Linked DNA regions of Sus scrofa: regions 1 and 2 are each linked to region 3. The links are chromatin contacts, called in public Hi-C maps. All regions are on one chromosome and are shown on one strand. The core of a region is the stretch at or near the end of the contact, and the rest is flanking DNA. Distances in the headings are between cores, read along the strand shown.

Region 1 (3,048 bases), core at 58-2,557, 150 kb after region 3:
TTTGGGAAGGGCAGGCCCCAGCAAATCGGGTGAGGGTTGTAGTTCCCTGGTAAGACAATGCCTTTTTTTTGTCTTGCAAAAATTGGAGCTTGTAGATGACAACCCAAACCTAGACAGTGTTTCCTAAAAACAGCTGAGGAGTTCCCGTCGTGGCGCAGTGGTTAGCGAATCCGACTAGGAACCATGAGGTTGCGGGTTTGGGTCCCTGCCCTTGCCATGAGCTGTGGTGTAGGTTGCAGACGCGGCTTGGATCCAGCGTTGCTGTGGCTCTGGCGTAGGCCAGTGACTACAGCTCCGATTAGACCCCTAGCCTGGGAACCTCCATATGCCGCGGGAGCAGCCCAAAGAAATAGCAAAAAGACCAAAAATAAATAAATAAATAAAATAAATAAAAACAGCTGAGACCTGGAGTGTCATCTAAAGGCTGTCACTTAATACCCCAGGTGGTTGATTTTCATCTTGTTCAATTACCCCCTTCTCTTTAGGCCAGGCTACCACCATTTTTCTCCTCTACCCCATGAGCTCTATCTCCAGCTCCCAGGCCTCTGTGGTTAATATGAACCCCTGCTGGCCTCAGCCCTGCCCCAGACTCCCACATCAGGGCCTTTGCACAGGTTCTCCTAGCTCATTTCTGAGTAGTTCCCGGGGAATCTGCTGTGGACTGGGTTCCAGTGACTCCAGTGTCAACTTGCGTTCAGATTGTACTCTTTTTTTTTTTTTTTTTTTTTTGTCTTTTCTAGGGCCATACCCGAGGCATATGGAGGTTCCCAGGCTAGGAGTCTAATCAGAGCTGTAGCCACTGGCCTACGCCGCAGGCACAGCCACGCAGGATCCAACCTGTGTCTGCGACCTACACCACAGCTTGAGGCAACGCCGGATTCCTAATCCGCTGAGCAAGGCCAGGGATCGAACCCACAATCTCATGGTTCCTAGTCAGATGCGTTAGCCACTGAGGCATGACGGGAACTCCAGATTCTACTCTTGTCACAAGCTTATGGCATTAGATGACGGATATCACCTCAGGTTCCATTCCTTATTTGAGTGGAGATGGGATGTGAGGAGATGGAAGTCGAGCGTTGACATCGTATGGAAACAAACCGAGGAATACCCTTGCTCTATAGTGAACCTGTACATTTCAAGATCAAAAATGTTAAGAAGGCAGGCGCTGGACGGAAACAAGGGAGTGGGGGGTGCTTGGAGAGTGTCAGGACAGAGAAGCTGGCTGTCTTCGCTTCCCAGTCTTCCCCAGGATCGCTCAAGTTTTTCCTGCCGCAGGCTGGGTCTAGAAGCCTCCGGGCCTCCAGGGGGCGCCTGGCGCAGCGATGCAACCTGCTCCCGGGCGGGGCCAGGGCTGCGCAGTCATGATCACCGCCGAGGCCGCGGCAGAGTCGGCTGTCTCCGCGGTTCCTGAGGCTGCGGATAACACGGGAGGCCCGGAAAGAGAGGAGCTGGTGTGGCCTTGGGTGAGCTCGAGCCCGAGCGGGAACAGGCATGGGGTGGGCGGTGCAGGCCCGAGGGCGCCGTTTTCATGCCCCAGCCCTGCCCCCCGCCCCATAGAAAGATGCCCCGATCCGGGTGCTGGTACAGCGCATCCACCAGTTGCAGGCTGAGCGCGCGCAGGCCTTCCGTCGGCTGGAGGAGTAAGTGTGGGCGTAGGGGAAAGGAGAAGTCGCAAGGTTCAGCACCCAGCCCGCTCGCGGGACGGGTGCGCCGTGGGAAGAATCTGGGAACCTGAGCGAACGCAGTGTCAGAGGTGGGGCGGGATTTACAGGGAGACCAGATCTTTCCCCCTCCCCATGCGCAGGGGTGGGCCCGTTTTGGGTTACCCTGCGGTACTCACAACGTCCTCCATACTCTGGGGTCCAGGGCAGGGACACTTCTTGGGGGGCTTTCAGGTGGTCGATTCGGGTGCAGGGACTGAGAGCTGGGACCGTAGCCTCAGGACCCCCACCTGCCACAGAGGCCACCGCCAGTACCTGAGCAGCGGCCCGCCTTACGACTTCCCGCGCTACCGGAGCACGGTACACGAGGTGACCCAGGCTTTCACCGCCGCCTCTCGGGAAGTGCTGGCGGTGGAGGCGGAGCTGACCGGACCCCGACAGCAGCCGCTGCTCGCGAGCCACGTGCGCAGGCTGCAGCAGCTGGAGGAGACGCGCCTGGCCACGGTGAGGCCCCGCCCGGCAGCAGTGTGTCCTACTCTAGGGCTTGTCTCTCGGGCCTTGGCCCATTGGGCGCCACTTGGGGGAGGGGCCAGATTCCGTCCTCTCAAGTCCCGCCCCTGGCGCCCCAGAATCCACTTCTTCTTGCCCCCACTTTAGTCGTCCATTAAGGTTTCACTGGAAATTTTCAGGTTTAGTCCCCTCTTGTCTGCCTCCACTTACATCCAGGTTTTTTTAGCCCCAGGACACGCCTACTCTATCCCAGACTCCGCCCCTACCGCGCTCCTTCTTCTCTGGCTTTTGCCAATACCCCAGATGTGGTACTCAACCCCCTGAAGATTGGGGGCCTTGAGTTTCCTGGCCGTGTCCCAGTCCCATTCCGAGTAACCTTAGACTCCCACCCTAGGTTCTGGGCCGGCTCCTCCCTCTAGGTTTCCATGGCCCCGCCTACTCTGCTGATGTATTACCATTCCCAGTCCAAATTCACCTCAAGCCACGCCTGCATCATAGTTTACATTGGGATTCCCATCCTGCACCGCGCAGGGACAACACGGGTTCCTCAACTCGCTGTGACACAAGGGAACTCCTCAGTCGAGGTTTTTGGCCTACATCCACCCTGGGATTATAAAGCCCCGGCTGGTCCCTGAGACCCCACGTACTTCACCCTGGACCACCAATCACTGGCCGAGATTTCACCACTATTTCCTTTCCCTGCCTACATGAGGCTGCGCCTGTGCTGTGCTCTGCACTGATTCTAGGGCCCGCCCATTCGGCCTCTGGCCTCAGGAGCCCCCTAAACCTAACCCCAGATTCCTCCTGGGCTTAGTAGCACCCCTTGAGACTTCAGCTTCCTATGGCCCCACCGTGGTGCTGGCTTTCCTGGTGCTTC
Region 2 (2,912 bases), core at 342-2,841, 220 kb before region 3:
CTTGTGGCACAAATGGTTAAGGATCTAGCGTTGTCACTGCAGTGGTTTGGGCTGCCACTGTGGCATGGGTTCAACCCCTGGCCTGGGAACTTCCACATGCCCCTGGGTGTGGGCAAAAAACAAAAACCAATAGCATCGGGATTGAGATGGCAGAGGAGTAAGACAAGGTACTCATCTTCTCCAATGAACACATCAAAAAAAACAAAACAAAAACAAAAACCCATCTACATGTAGAAAGATTCGTACAAGACATCTACTGAATGCTGACAGAAGATCTTAAACCTCCAAAAAGGGCAAGAAACCCACCACATAACTGGGTAGAACAAAAGAGGAAAAAGAGAGAGAGAGACAAAAACAAAACAAAAAACCAAAATAGACCAAAATCAGGAGTTCCTGTCATGGTGCAGCGAAAACAAATCCACCTAGTATCCAAGAGGATGTGGGTTTGATCCCTGGCCAAGCTCAGTGAGTTGGGGATGTGTTGCCATGAGCTGTGGTGTAGGTTGCAGATATGGCTTGGATCTGGCATTGCTGTGGCTGTGGTGTAGGCAGGCAGCTGCAGCTCTGATTAGACCCCTAGCCTGGGACCCTCCATATGCTGAGGGTGTGGCCCTAAAAAGACAAAAAAAAAAAAACAAAAAACAAAAAACTTGAAGGATGAGGGAGGGAGCCCTGCAGAGATAAGAAGAAAGGTAATCCAGGCAGAAGGCACAGCCCAGGGAAAGGCCCAGATGTGGACTATGTCTGGTATATTTGAGGAACAGTGAGACAGTGAAGAGGCTGAGGTAGAGATGGAGGGATACAAATGAGATTGGGTATCAACAAGGATAGACCACACAGGATCTTAGCCAGGGGGAGAAGGCACAGGTTTAACCCAGATGAGGTGGGAGCCTTGGCAGAACTGTGAACAGAGAAGGGATGGTTCTGACTTTGGATTTAGCAGGCTCCCTCATGTCTCAGAGGCACTGAGGGAGGTGGCTAGAGGAGCCTGTTCCTGTCTCGGAGAATGAGGTGGGGGGGGGGGTCAAGATTTCTCTGAAACCTCATACAGAGCCACATGGAGGAAGCTGAAGATGGGGAGAGAAGCTGAGGCACCAAGCAAATGATGTGTCCAATGATGTCAGAGGTAGGAGAGGACCTACCTGGCATTTGCTACTTCCCCACCCTTGGAGAGCACCGATGACACACTGAAAGAACCGAGATACCCTCTTCTGTGCCTCTATCCTGTGGTACACAGTAAGGGCCTGAAAAAATGCTCAGTGTGTAATGAATGAATCTAGACAGGAAAGCAATAGGGAAAGCTGGGCTGCTCTTTGGGACAGAGAGGGAGTGATGGAGACAGAATTCCCCCAGCTGGACCCACCCAGATCTGCAGCTTGATCCTCTTATCATTCCGGTAGATGGTCTTGACCTTGAAGTCGATTCCTACAGTGCTGACAAAGGCAGGCGTGAAGGAGTCGTCTGCATAGCGGAAGAGGAAGGATGTCTTGCCCACACTGCTGTTTCCAATGATGAGGATCTTAAACATGTAGTCAAAGTTCTGGTCCGAGGACTCCTTCTGCCCATAGCGCGAGTCTGTGGCAGATGCCATCTGGGGGTACGGGGCATAGGCGAGCGTGAGAGGGTCGCCCTCCAACTCCAAACGCCCAAGCCCAGACTCAGGATGGAAGAACTCCAGAGCTCCCAGAGTGAGACAGAGATTACCTTTATCCCGTCAGGAGCCCCAGTACTAATGGTGGGGCCCACAGCAGAGGGCGGGCCTTGACCTTGAAAGGCCCAAGGTTTCAGGGGAGGACTTTCAGACCGAAAGGGATGGAGACATCGCTGCAGGCCGGAGCCCCTGGTCCGACAGCAACCTAAGCCCTACAGCTGTGCCTAGGGGAGTGACTGCGGCCGGCCCCGCCCCCTATCAATCATTCACGTTCCTCAGAACTGAGCGGCGCTAGCGCACGTGCACACGCGTGTACGGTACCCGCGGGGACGCGTATCTGCAGTCCTCCCAGATTCCCAGGCTGGGAGAGCTCGGGCTGAAGCAGCTACCCCACGTGATAGGAGCAGGGCGTGCTCACGCTCACGTGCACACAGCAGGGCACACACCAGGGCACATTCGTGCATATCTGAGCATCGAACACACTCGGCGCACAGGACAGAGGCAGACACCTGTCTGCACACCGACATGCATATACCAATGAGCAAATCCACCCGTGCGCACTGTGTCCTCCACCTATGCAGCCGAGTACACGTCACCCACATGGGCACGCATCTCTGTACATGTATGCACTTTGCTGTGCACGCACACGCATAGTCCACGCGTCCCCCTCCACACGCGTGCAACATGCACAAACTTGAGTAGGGAAACCCGGGGGGGTCACAAGAGCATACCCTGGGACCCAAGCAAGGGTACACACAAATCGGCCGGTACAGGCGGGCGCGCACACGCGTGTGCACACCACGCGCACGCGCACGCATGGAGCCTCCCGCGCGCACAGCTTCCCGCAAGGCACCCGTCTCGTCTCCCCTCCCCCTCCGCCGCAGAACCGGGGTGGAGAGGTGGGGGTGGGGAGGAGGATCCAGCAGGTAAGGGGAACCTACCCCTCCCCAGGCTCGCGACCGCCGCATCCTTCCCCTCATTTAACACCTGCCAACCTCGTCTCTCACCCCAGCCAGCCCATCAGTCAAATGAAGGTTATGTAGGTACTCCGAGCGGGAGTGCACAGGGACACTCGGGAGCTCACCTTGCCCTGCAGTGATGTGGTGGTGACCCTAGCGGTGGCGACGGGGCCCCCAGTGCGTTGATGTGGGGCTGCGCGGCAGCGGAGGCGGCGGCAGCGGCTCAGGCCCCTGCAGTCCTTGGTGACGTCCTGCAAAGAGCAGGGCGGGGCCTCACATGCAGATACGGCCGTGACGCCATC
Region 3 (3,226 bases), core at 384-2,883:
TCAGGATGGAGGCGGGGCTGACGACCGCCTGGCCCTGCCCTTCCCTTCCTCCTCGTCCGTCTGGAACCCCAGCGGTTCAGGACTTCCCGCCCGCCAGAAGCCTTGGGTCGGAGGGAGGCCATTGGGGGCGGTTCTAAGAGGGAAGCATAATGGGGGTCGTAGGGCAGCGGGAAGGGCGTTCCGATCAAGGCTCGCGCGCGCGCGCGCGCGCACACACAAACACACAACATGGGAAATCTGAGCGCACAACCACACAACAGAGGTCCCAGGGAGGCAGCAATCCAACCTAGTGCACAAAATGTGACGTGGCGTCACTTGGCCCCCCAAAACCGCCGCGGACACGCAGCCACCGTCGCAGAGCCAGGGACAGTTGCCCCGCCAGCGACTGGGTACTTGCCAATCCTCCCACACACAGCGATGCACACGTGCACTCACACAGGATCCGCATGTCTACACACACACTGGTTGCACGTAGCAAAAAAAAGAATACCTATGGCAAATATTCCCAGAAGCATCCAGACCTAGAGTCACAGTTGGACCTTGGACCGCCTCTCCTCACCCAGCCCACGCACGCAGCCCACAGGTCCCCTGGCGCACAGGCCTCCACCCCTCCCAAGCACCCCTTGCCCTGCGGGTGTCCTTCCTTGCCTGAGTGTCTGCCTCCACCTTCTCTGAAAATATCCTGGGGGTAGAAGAAGGGTCCCAGGAGAGAGAATGGAATACCCTTTCCCTGCACCCAGGCAAATGGGATTCATGCCATTAACAGCTGGCAACACTGGCAGAGAGGCGGAGCAGGCGGGAGTGACCCAGTCCGTCACCCAGCACCGACTATTGACACGAGGTGTGACAGTAGGGCTGTGCAGAGTGGCTCCCAGCGTGTGGCCTGGGCACCCCAGGAGCTTCTTGTCTGTGTGGTGTCTTTGTGCTGCGAGCATCTCTGTTGTGTGACTGTGCGTTGCGTGTGACTGTGTGACACAGTTATCTGTGGCTCAGTGACAGCCCAGGCCCCTGTGTGGAGCCCTCCAGAGGCTGCAACAGGGTGCCCCAGGGTGACAGCAAGTAGCTGCTTGGGCTCATTCCACAGCTGTTGGAAGATGTGCCATAGCGGTTCCAAATGCGTGTCTATGCAGGTGTGTGCCGAGGTGCGCGTGGTCTGTTTCAGTGTTCTGTAACAGCAACTATTTAAGCTGTGTATACCTGCGTGTCTCTGGGCAGACTGTGTATGGCGGTCCCCACCTGTGCTGCGGGGTGATACATCCAGTGTGACTGCCTGTAGCTTTATAGGTCTATCAGTAGTTATTCCAGTAGTTATGCGGACTTACGTGTGGAGTCTTGTGTCGGAGAATGCTATCGCAATTAAGTGTGGGCTTGTGTTCTTAGGTGTACAATTTGGGTGGCTGGTTCTATTTGGACAATGTGTGTGTAGCCATGATCAGCTGTGTCCCGCTGTGTGCCCCAGAAGTGGTGTCCCCACTCATGCCCTGAGCGTGAGCAGCCCGCGCCCCCTCCCCCCGCGGCGGGCACTGCGCTTGCGCGCCCGGCCCACGGTCCTGGCGGCGGGACCCACCCGCGCTCCTGCCATCGCCCCTTTAAGAGCGGCGCCCGCGAGCGACGGGGAGGCGGCGGGCGGGGGCGCGCGCGGCGGGAGGAGGGGGCGCGCGCTTCCCGGAACAGCCCGCGCTGAGGGAAGAGAGGAAGAAAATAAAACCCGTGGTCAGAGCCAAAGCTGGAGCTGCCGCCGCCGCTGCCGTCTCGGCCGTTTGGAGCTCCCCCGCGCGGACGATGCCCGCGATGCCCGCGCGGGGCTCGGGGTGGTGAGGCCCGGGACGCGGGGTAGCTATGGCGACCGGGAGCGCGGCCCGCGGCGCCGCCTGACAGGTGTGGGGCCCCAGCGCGGCGGCGGCGGCACGGAGCAGGATGTACGCCAAGGGGGGCAAGGGCTCGGCCGTGCCCTCCGACAGCCAGGCACGCGAGAAGTGAGTCAGTGGGCCGGGACCTCGGGAGCCGGGGGCGGGGCTCAGTGGCCGCGCCGCTTCCGTGGGCCCCACCGCCAGCGGGCACTGCGTTGGGCACTGCGTTGGGCACGTGGGTGCGGGGTGCAGGGCGTGCGGGGCCAGAGCACGCTCGAAGGGCCGCGAGATTTGAGCGGGTGCGCGAGACCCGAGGGGGCTCAAGGAGGCGCGAGATACGTGGGAGCGCTCAAAACCCAAAGGGTCATGAGGGATTTAAGGGGTCGCGAGATTTGAGGGGACGCGCGAGACTCGAGAGGTTGAAAGAGTAGTAGGGGCGCAGGAGACCCGAGGGGTGCGAGATTTGCGGGGGCGCGCGAGACTCGAGGGTGCGAGATTTGAGGGGGCGCGCGAGATCCTAGAGTGACTAGAGGGTCGCGAGACCTCCCCGACGGTCGAGACTTGGGTGTGCAAGGTTGCATATGTGAGTGCATGGAGTCACAGTTTGTGTAGCTTCCTCCATCCTCCCAGGAAGTTTCCCAGGTAGGGGACACTGCTTACTCTGGTACTTCTGCTCCTTGGGAAAAGCTTGAGAGATGATAGAAGGGCCTGCAAGGCCACCTGTCCAAGCGGGCTTGGGGCGGCTGGATGGGGCCCTGAGGAAGCTGCAAGGCTCACAGTCCTGGGGCCTGCCACTTGTTCTGGGGCTGGGCTGGGCTGTGGGTAGCAGATGCTTTCAGGCTGTTAGAAGGATAGGTAGCTAATTTCCAGACTCTGTGATGAGAGCTTCTTGGGGTGGGGAGGCAGCAGGGCTGCTGTGCTTCCCTTGCCTTCTGACACTGTCTCTTAACCTGTTTTGTGGCTTTGGATGAGGGAGCACCCCCTGCTAGGCTCACTTTCCCTTCCTTATAAATGCAGTGCCATCTCTTAGGTTTGGGGAGCATTTGAAAGGTGCTGGAGCTGCGACTGCCTCACAGTAAGGGCACCCAATGGTTTTGCAGTATTGTTAAAGTGCCAGAGAGAAGGGAAGGCTTGCCATGGCTGATGGCCAATGGTTGATTCACAAGATCCTAGAAGGACTTGAATGTCTGGGTGGTGAGGAAGCCCCTTGGACATGGGCTCTTTCCTGTTCTGCCTTTTCTGCCTGGGCTGACATTGAGGTCACTGCCCCACCCCACTCCTACATACACACATAAGGATGAGTGTCCATTCTCTACCCAGCCTTGGGGTCATTTTGGAGAAGAGCCTTCTGGCCAAAAGATGCTAGGTAGATGAGT

The links. Hi-C and Micro-C count contacts between places; a contact is called where the count stands out from the background.
Region 1: a contact with region 3 is called in a Hi-C map of heart right ventricle, with 4 times the contacts expected there. The contact joins the promoter of C2H19orf60 here to the promoter of SSBP4 in region 3. A contact is called at or near these places in 1 of 47 Hi-C or Micro-C datasets (heart right ventricle) and 1 of 2 datasets of contacts at active chromatin or transcription factors (alveolar macrophages).
Region 2: a Hi-C map of liver shows a contact between it and region 3, with 4 times the contacts expected there. The contact joins the promoter of RAB3A here to the promoter of SSBP4 in region 3. A contact is called at or near these places in 1 of 5 promoter capture datasets (fetal liver), 5 of 47 Hi-C or Micro-C datasets (embryonic fibroblasts, heart right ventricle, liver and 2 more) and 1 of 2 datasets of contacts at active chromatin or transcription factors (alveolar macrophages).

Annotation. Positions count from the first base shown.
Region 1 is chr2:59,235,330-59,238,377 of Sscrofa11.1, reverse strand. C2H19orf60 reads left to right here and starts at 1,307. Exons shown (of 5, transcript XM_005652933.3): 1 at 1,307-1,463; 2 at 1,558-1,640; 3 at 1,915-2,165. The coding sequence starts at 1,562. LOC106508380 (a long non-coding RNA gene) reads right to left here and starts at 2,167. Exons shown (of 2, transcript XR_001305188.2): 1 at 1,841-2,167; 2 at 1,117-1,731.
Region 2 is chr2:59,603,068-59,605,979 of Sscrofa11.1, reverse strand. It overlaps RAB3A (RAB3A, member RAS oncogene family), which reads right to left and starts at 1,591. Exons shown (of 4, transcript NM_001123179.1): 1 at 1,364-1,591. The coding sequence starts at 1,591.
Region 3 is chr2:59,382,944-59,386,169 of Sscrofa11.1, reverse strand. It overlaps SSBP4 (single-stranded DNA-binding protein 4), which reads left to right and starts at 1,633. Exons shown (of 17, transcript XM_021083516.1): 1 at 1,633-1,976. The coding sequence starts at 1,918.